3 separate regions of the Sus scrofa genome follow, and regions 2 and 3 are each linked to region 1. A link is a contact called in public HiChIP or PLAC-seq data. All regions are on one chromosome and are shown on one strand. The core of a region is the stretch at or near the end of the contact, and the rest is flanking DNA. Distances in the headings are between cores, read along the strand shown. Region 1 holds the start of NAV1 (neuron navigator 1). Region 2 holds the start of IPO9 (importin-9). Region 3 overlaps NAV1 (neuron navigator 1).

Evidence for each region. HiChIP or PLAC-seq counts read pairs in DNA pulled down with a chosen protein or histone mark.
Region 2: an H3K27ac HiChIP or PLAC-seq map of alveolar macrophages shows a contact between it and region 1. The contact joins the promoter of IPO9 here to the promoter of NAV1 in region 1. A contact is called at or near these places in 3 of 5 promoter capture datasets (fetal liver, fetal skeletal muscle and liver), 2 of 47 Hi-C or Micro-C datasets (embryonic fibroblasts and liver) and 2 of 2 datasets of contacts at active chromatin or transcription factors (alveolar macrophages and skeletal muscle).
Region 3: an H3K27ac HiChIP or PLAC-seq map of skeletal muscle shows a contact between it and region 1, with 9 times the contacts expected there. The contact joins the enhancer-like site here to the promoter of NAV1 in region 1. A contact is called at or near these places in 6 of 47 Hi-C or Micro-C datasets (embryonic fibroblasts, heart right ventricle, mesenteric adipose tissue and 3 more) and 2 of 2 datasets of contacts at active chromatin or transcription factors (alveolar macrophages and skeletal muscle).

Annotation. Positions count from the first base shown.
Region 1 is chr10:23,884,290-23,887,044 of Sscrofa11.1, reverse strand. It overlaps NAV1 (neuron navigator 1), which reads right to left and starts at 1,324. Exons shown (of 31, transcript XM_021064517.1): 1 at 1,022-1,324.
Region 2 is chr10:24,108,692-24,111,446 of Sscrofa11.1, reverse strand. IPO9 (importin-9) reads right to left here and starts at 1,321. Exons shown (of 24, transcript XM_021064520.1): 1 at 1,092-1,321. The coding sequence starts at 1,254.
Region 3 is chr10:24,081,585-24,084,339 of Sscrofa11.1, reverse strand. It overlaps NAV1 (neuron navigator 1), which reads right to left. Exons shown (of 31, transcript XM_021064517.1): 14 at 1,971-2,048. Among named protein-coding and RNA genes, the nearest start is that of IPO9, 27 kb to the left of the region's middle. Within about 2 kb of position 1,384, at least 19 of the 83 cell types and tissues checked have an H3K27ac peak or open chromatin away from gene starts, as enhancers often do. A contact at or near this core is called in mesenteric adipose tissue, omental adipose tissue, retroperitoneal adipose tissue and 1 more, where this site is marked.

The sequences.
Region 1 (2,755 bases), core at 75-2,574:
AGAGGAGTGGGTGGCGGGAGGTGGGGGGGTGTCTTTGTGCGAAGTTCCTCAACCCCTAGGACAAGTGACTGCAGGGGACACACGGGACACACGCAGGGGAACGAGACCGCACGCAAGATGCAAACCCAGGCAAACCCTAGGTTTCTGTAGCGCCAAGAGGCCGCAGGCTTCACTGCATTTGAACCAGCCAATGGGGTCCCAACCACTGAAACAGGAAGCCGGATAAACAGCACGTTATCCAGGGGGATCCGGCGCTTCCCAGAAGCCGGCGCCAGCTGCGCCCTGGGCTGTCCTAACAAAGTCCCATTGACTCGCCAGCTGATTTTCCTGTGTTGGGCTCAGGGACAAGGAACCCTCGCTGCCGGATGGACGTCACCTCTGCCCAGGGCCCCCACCGCCCACCGGTCAGCCTCTCCCACCCCGCCTACCCTCTCTGCCCCCTTCAGACCTGGCCGGTTCTTTATCCTCCGACCAGTTTCTATCAGCTCCGAGCATAGAAGGGACCAGAGGGCCCCAGCAAGGGGACCCCCAGGTGAGCTCCGAGCCCACCCGTTCTCTTCCCCTCTCTCCCTGTCCTCCGGGAAGCTTGCTCCAAGAGGGCGATTCTCAGCGCATCACCCCCGCCAGCGAGGGTTTCTAGACCTGCGAGCCAAGGTCACTTGCCCAGCTCTTCTCTCCTGGGATGGGAGGTGTGGGCAGGGACTCCTCGGCGTCTCTGATCATGGGGTCTCAACACACTTTCAACTGCACCGCAAGGGAAACCGAGGCTCGGAAAGGCTGGAGTTGAGTGGCCCCTGGTGAGTCAATTCCTGGGCTGCCCCACAGGGACATGAAGACACGCACCTTCCCGAGAAGCCGCTGGCACCCCGGTTGTTACTCCAGCGCCTCTCCGCGCCCAGCGCGCAGCCTCTCGGGGGCGCGAGCTCACCTCCCCTACCCGCGCCCCGGGAACTCGGTCCCGGCCCCGCAGGACCTGCCAGCCCCGCCCCGCGACCGCCCGGTCTCCGCGCAGGCAACTCACCGGCACGCCGGCACTCCCGGGCCCCGGCTCCTTGCATCCGGACCGCGGCGGCCGAGCCCTCGGCGCGAGGAGAAAGTTCTCGGGCTCCCGCGCCGGCTGGGCCCTCGCGGAGTCTCGGCGTCCGCGTCCGCGTCCAGCCGCGGGCTGGCACTAGGGCCGCCGGCGGCCCCGGCCCCGCGACGCGGAGGGAGGCGGCATCCCGAACAAAGTGCGTCCCGGCCGGGCGCGGGGCGGAGCCTGGTGACCCGCTGCCCCGGGCACACGCCGGCCGCCTCCCCGGGCCGGGGGGCGGAGGCTGCGCCGCTCGGCGCCCTCGCTCCCCCACCCCCCGCGCTGGGCCCGTTTAACCCGCAGAGGGGCGGAGGCGCCGGTCCCTTCCAGACTTTGTCGCTGGAACGCTATTCCCGTAACCCTTTCCTGCCTTCGCCTTCCGTCCCGCCTCCGCGGCCTCAGAAAGGAGGAGCTGGGTGGCGGGCAGGAAGCCTTCGCACAATCGAGCCTTTCCTTGGCCCCGGGCCGCCGCCGCCACTTCCAGGCCCGGCCGCCCCCACCCCCACCCAAGTCCTCGGCCGGCTGGGCAGTTCTTAGGAGAGGGGACAGATGGGTCGGCCAGCCCACCCCCCACACCCCGTCTGCCTGCCCCCTTCCTTCCTCTGTCCCCCTGTCTGAGCTGGGACACGGGTGCAGGGGAGAGGGGAGACCCCAGGAGAGCCAGGTAAACAGTAGGTGCTCAGTAATACAAGGCATGGGACTCCATTCCACCTCCTGCCCCTCCTCCTTCTGGGACCTCAGGGGTGGGGTGGGGAGAGGAGGTGACCAGACCTGCAGAATGGCTGGAAGGAGGGCTTCCGTCAGAACCTAGGGCACTGCCTGTGCAGTGCAGGCCCCCAGCCCTACATCCCAAGAGAGCACATCAGAGGTCAGACGGTGGACTCTGGGACACAGGGAATAGTGCCACCAAGGACCCTGGAGTCTGCGATCAGAGATGTTGCCGCCTCCCCCCCACCCTCAAACATTAGTTTCAGAAGAGCCAGCTCCCTGGGTCTTAGAACCCTTCACCAGGGACATCAACCAGTGGCCAGCAGCGGCACTCAAGAGTCCAGAGCCCTGCCACACCCATCGAGTCACTCAGGTCACAGTGGCTGTGGGTGGCCATAAGGGAACAACAAAGGGACACCAGATACTGGGCCAGAAGTGACACTGAGGAATCCCACCTTGTCAGGGAAAAGGGTTTTTAGATGGTTTTGTCTGTGAAAGAAATGAGTTGTCTCTGCGGAGTGGGGGTGGGGGCATCTCAGAGGAACCCGTGCATGTGATGAGCCCCTCACCCTGTGTGTAGCAGCTGGAAGTGCGGGCTCGAAGGCAGATTGCCTGGGTTCCTGGAGCTACGCTTCACCAGCCCTGGGAACTTGAACGGATTCTTGAACCTCTGAGTGCTTCAGTTTCTCCCTCTATGAAATGCAGTAATAATAGCTGCTGTCTCCCGCGACTGTCAGGAGGATTATTAAGTGTGACAGTATAGGTGACACACTCAGGACAGTGCCTGGAACTACTCTGTAACCATTTGTTGTTATCCTGATCCCTGAGCCCCGCACCCTGCATCCAGTTTGGCGTTCAGCGGTGCCCTAACTGGGACCTCTCCTGCTTTTCACAGGCTCCTGGGCCAGCAAAGGGGAGCCTGGTCCTTTAAGAAGAAGCACTGTCCTTTCTCGAGGCTCATGGGGGTGTGGGCTG
Region 2 (2,755 bases), core at 72-2,571, 220 kb before region 1:
CCCACAGATCAACCTATGCATGGCTCCCAGAGAGCTTTCTTCTATCCCGAGGTTGCTCCTCTTGCAGTGTCTGACATTTTCCAGAACAATGACAGCTCCAACTAGGCCTTCAAAAACCGGGTCCCTAACCTGTTGGATCCCAAATCTCTAAGTATTTCCAAGAGAAGTGACTTAGTTTTCAATGGTGCTCCATGTCGTGGGAGGACGTTACATTTAAAGGAAAGCTGTTTTAAGTCTTTTTCAACAAAAACCCTAAGTCCAGTAGGAGGGCCACTGCGAGGTTCTGAGAGTGCCTGGTCAGACCACCGGCAATTTGAGTGCTGGTGGAACCTCCCTGCTGAGCTGGGGGAGCGGAGCCCCGACGGACCAGACGCATTTCTGACATAAAGCCCGAGAGGATTTCTCTCCTCTGGGTTCAGGATCAAACTGCCCGTGTAGCAAGGCTCCCCCGGGCCTGGGGAAGGCCCGCTGGGCAGGAACTGACAGGCGACCTCAAGCCAGAGGCTCGTTCTTTCCTCCATCATTCTCAAGCCTATACTAGGAGGATGCGGACAAAGACTCAAAGACAAAGGATGATCAGCTTCCCCGAGCAGTGCCAACCACTCCGAAAAGCCCCGGGGAGCGCGCGGGAGGGGAGGCGGCCGCACAGGCGTCTGACTGATTCCCGGGGAGGCGCGCGGAGGCGCGGTCCCGCCAGGTCTCCGGCCCACGGCCGCGGCCTCAACCCCGCCGCCCGCTCGCCCAGCCCCGCGCTCCCGGCCGAGAGCGAGCCCGGGCCCGCGCTCAGCGCGCCTGCCCCGGACCCTCCGCGCCGCCGCCCAGGGTCCTCCCGGAGCCTCCCTCCCTGGACCCTCCCTCCGTGGGGCCCTCCCTCCGGGACCCTCCCGCCCCGGATCCTCCCTCCCCGGCCGGCCTCTCCAGGACCCTCCACGCCGCCGCCCAGGCGCCTCCCTCCCGGGGGGACCTTCCCTCCCGGGAGAACCCTCCTTCCCCACCGGCCTCCCTGACTAGCCTCCCCAGGACCCTCCCTCCCCAGCCTGCGGTCAGCGCGGCCCAGGTCAGCCGCCCTCGCGACGACCCGCCTCACTCACCCTCTGTCACCTCCAGCACTTTGATCTGCTCCTCGGCGGCCGCCCGCACTTCCTGCACCGGAGACAGGATCCCGGTGAGCGTATCCACCAGCGCCTCTTTCAGCCCTTGGGCCACCGGCCCCGGCAGCCCCGAGGCCGCGCCAGCCGCCGCCGCCGCCGCCATCTTTCTCCCGCCGCGCGCCAGCCCCGCGGCCCGACCCGCCGCCGCCGGACGGCTCCCGCGCGCGGCCAATCCGCGAAGCCGCGCCTGCGCACAGGCCGGGCGGGCGCGCGAGGGGCGGGGCAGCGGCATGAGCCTCCCGAGACAGCGCCGCCTGCGGTGGAGACAAGAACTGCAGCGCCTCAGCGGGAAGCCTGTCGAGTGAGCCCCCGCGAGGTGCGGGCTCCCCGACGGCCGCAGACAGCGCGTGGGCAGCCTTGGCCGCAGCTCAGGCCAAGACCTGTACCTCCTCTTGCACGGATCCTTTCGGGGTGAGATGCTGCGTTAGGAGAGGGTGGGATGGGAATGAGTGGACAAGGCTTTAGGGAGGGGGTTGGAAGCCGACCTCTTTCCCCCCACAACTAATGAGTCTCTTAATCTCAGATCCTTAAGCGACTGAGCGAGGCCCGGATGGAACATGCATCCTCAGAGAGACCATGTTGGGTCCTTAACCCACTGAGCCACCACAGGGAACTCATCGCAGTTTCAGGAATCCAAAGGGCAGGGAAAGAATCTGAAGTGGGCTGGGCAGAGGGGAGCGGTCATCTTGCAGAGGCCGGGTCCATGGTTTTTCCAGCCAGGTGAGCCTAACCTCATGGTCAGATAGTCGCTGGCCAGGAGAGAGACCTGCGTCGGTAAGGCTGTCCCCTCCAGAGAAAGTACTTATCTGACTATTGGAGAATAAGTCCCATGTGCTGAGAAAGTGTAAATTTTTTCTCCAGGTGAGTTACCACTGGACCTTTAAAGGGTGGAGAGTGAATGCAATGCTTGCCGTGGTAGAAGGATGGTACCATTGTTGGGGTGGGAGGTTCAGACCAAACAGGACAGATGTTTCATAATAAGCTGTTCAGGTTGAATGCCTTAAAATGGTTTCTAGGGATCATGACTTGTTCCTAAGTGGCAAAGAGGACCAGGTAGCCACTCTTAGCCCAGTTCTAAGACCGTGGATGCTAAGCTGTCAACAATCAGGGATCAGGTCACTTCATCTGAGTATTCTTCTGAAAGAATGATTCCTCTCGTGTTTGTCTGTACGTGCAGTATACAAAAGTTCCTGGGCCAGGGGTCAAAAATCTGAGCCACAGCAGTGACAGTGCTGGCTCCTTAACCTGCTAGGCCACCAGGGAACTTTTCCTTGATTGCTTATTTCAGGGAGAGCTCTGAACTATTTGCCACCTCCCTGATAGAGGGCAGAGCTGGGTTGGGTCCCCATAGCAGTTTCCTAGGGGAAAGATTGCCTCCTGGACCCCAAAGTTTCACAGTGGGGAAGAGTAGGATTTGTCATTTTCCTTCTTTGAGTGGCCAGGAGAAGCAGAACTCCATTAGAATGAACAGCCTCTTTTCTCCTAGGTTGATTCACTTTTCCCCCAGGTCCAGAAGGTGGTATGTTTTCTAACACCATGGCCATGAAGGAAGGACTTCTGGGCTGGATGTTTTGCATTCTGGTGAAGGATGCTGGGTCTGTGCA
Region 3 (2,755 bases), core at 135-2,634, 200 kb before region 1:
CCCTGGGGCTGTGGCTGTTACCTGTGGGCTGGCCTCAGGGCTCCATCACCCCACCCCCATGGAAAGGGTGTGGCATATCGCCCCCCTTGCACCCAGGGACCTCGGTTCTCAATCGTATTGTGTTTTGAAGCTCCTTCCCTGACCATTTCCTGGGGCTCCTTTTGGGGGGCTGGAGCAGCTGTGGGTGCGGGGGGGGGGGGGGGCGGAGGATTCAGAGCAATTCTGCAGTCTGGACACTAGGTGGCGGGCCTGCCTCGAGAGCCGCCCCAGGGACCTGGGGGAGGTAGGGGAAGGTGGGCTGGAGCTCCATCCAGCTCTATCGGCTTGGGACCAGAGAGGCAGATGCGTGCTCAGAAGGAGGAACAGCCATCAGTGAGGGCACCAAGCAGACGGTGACCCAGCAAGTGAGGGACACTGTGACCCCACTGCTTCCCGTCCCCAGAGGTTCTGCCTCCCTGTGGCCAACTCCAGTTTCCAACCACCACCCTGGGGACACAGCTTGAGGGAGGCGTCTCTGGTCCAGGGAGTCCGTGCCTTCTTGGCCTCAGGTCACCCCCTTCTTGAGGGCTTTTCCGTGCTGGCCTCCTGCCGAGTGGGCTCCCCCTCCTCTGGGGGTGCTGCCACCACCACCCCCAGCCCCAGAGGGGCCTGGATGACCTCAGGGCTTGGCCGAGGTGCTGGAAGGAGGCTGGCATCTGGGGTAGGGGTTGGAAGGTGCCCCAGGGCGGACAGCTGGGGAGTCCGGGGAACAGGGCACAAGGTCTGCAGTCAAGGATCCTGAGAACAAGTGGGGGTCCTTGCGCTGCAGCCCCGGCTTGGAGGCAGGGCTCTGACCCTCAGTCAAAGCCTGCATCCAAAATCCAGGCCAGCGGGTCTGCGGGTTCAGCCTGTTCTCTTCCTGTCCTAAGAGAGTCACCCTTGAACCCATCCTCTGGGCTCCCGCCCAGTCTCACCAGCAGGAGGCTGAGTGCAAATGAGTCGGGGGGGGGGCCTCTGCCCCCCTCACTCCGCCTCCCAATTTCCCAGCCTTGGGGGTGGGGCACAGGGAGAGAAAAGATGTATCTTGACTCGATTACAATTCTTATAGGTCCCCAATCGTAGTTTTAAGGACTTGGGGTGAACTTCATACAAGCTGATAAGTGTACAAATGAGAGTTTGGGGGAAAGAGAAGAACCACTGTGGTGAGGAAACTGCTGCTGAAATACAGTGGAAATGCTACCTGAGTCTGGGCTGGGGACCAGGCCTGACAGCTGGGCCCCCCAGGGAGGAAGGGGAGAGAAGAAAGCCAGAAAGGCCTGCGGAAGCTGCAGACATGGTTACTTTGTGCAAACACTTGGAGAGCCAGCGCCAGCAGATCCGGCTCAGCTGTTGTTTACAGCTTTGGGGGAAAAGGGCTCCTATGTCCTGTTTGCCGCCTCGTCGGGGAGGCAGCTTCATGTCTCCCCATCCCGTGGGGCGGAGAGGCCACCAAGAAGAAACTCCTTCTCAGTGAAGACAGCCACAAAGCATGCTGGCCCCCACTTGAAGTGAGGGCCAAGGGGCCGGGGAGGTGGGGCCGGGCCCCTACGCCCCGTCACAGGGGCCAGACGGGGCTCCAACACCCAGCTCTGTGCCTGTGCCTGTCCGGACACGTGGGTATGACAAAGGCACGAATGTACCCCTGGGCAGAGGCAGAGGGTTCTGGGGATGGATAATACTAACCCATAACTAATTCTGTCACCTCCACCCAGAACCACTGAGAACCCAGACGCTCAAAGGCCACTGGACGTGACTTCACCCACACCTGTGAATTAGGGTGGGGGTAAAAATGGTGCTTCCTAAACATCGGGGCTCCGGGGAAGACGCGCCAATCCCCAAATCCTCTGTTCCCCTGGGATCAAAGCCCACAGGACGCCGAAGCAGCCGGTTCTCCTCTGGCTGAACGTCCCTAATTTGGGGCCCAACCAGCTGCCCTGCTTTTGGGCACTCACGTTGGCCGAAAGCTGGGACGTCAAGGTGGCCACTTTTTCCTGGGACGATTCCAGTTCCCTCCGCAGCTTCCGGATTTGCTGTGAAAGGAAGGGGATACGAACTGACGGTGGCGGAAGAAGTGTAAGCTCTGGAAGGCGACGGGGGCGGTGATGGCGACAAGCAGAGACAACAGCTGGCTCCCTACCTCGGACTGCATCCTCTCCTCAGCCTGAAGCAGGGAGCACAGAGGGGGAGAGAGGCGGTTACCGTGGAGAAGGCAGCGCACAGAGCTCAAGGGAGGGGGCCTGGGGCACGCCAAGCGGCTGAGACCTGCATCCGGGCCCTGGATCCTCCTCACAGGTGGGCTCGGACCCCAGACCGCGGTTTAACAAAGCCCTCCCTGGAGCTTGTCGCTGCCAAGAAGGCTGGCAGATGAAACCGGCTGATCTGAAGCTCATCCTTATGGCCATCAACTTGAAGGCGTAGGTGTTAGGGCCAGAACGGACCTCAGGATCAACCATCCCTCACGGCCCAGGCCACCAGGAGCACTGGGAGGGTTCCCCACACTGCTGGGCTCTGGAGTCCTGGAGAGACCCCCCCCCTCATGTCACCTGGCTGGGGACGCTGCCCTCTGGCTGGCACCGAACAGCCCTACAAGGACTGTTCTCCGCTTTCGAAGGAGGGGCTCAGAAGGCACCAGACTTGCTCAGGAAGTGGTGGGGAGGCCACTGAGGTCCAGAAGGGCCCACCACGTGCTCTAAGCTCCAGGAGCCCCCACCCCCAGGAGGGTCCCGGGTGCAGTGTG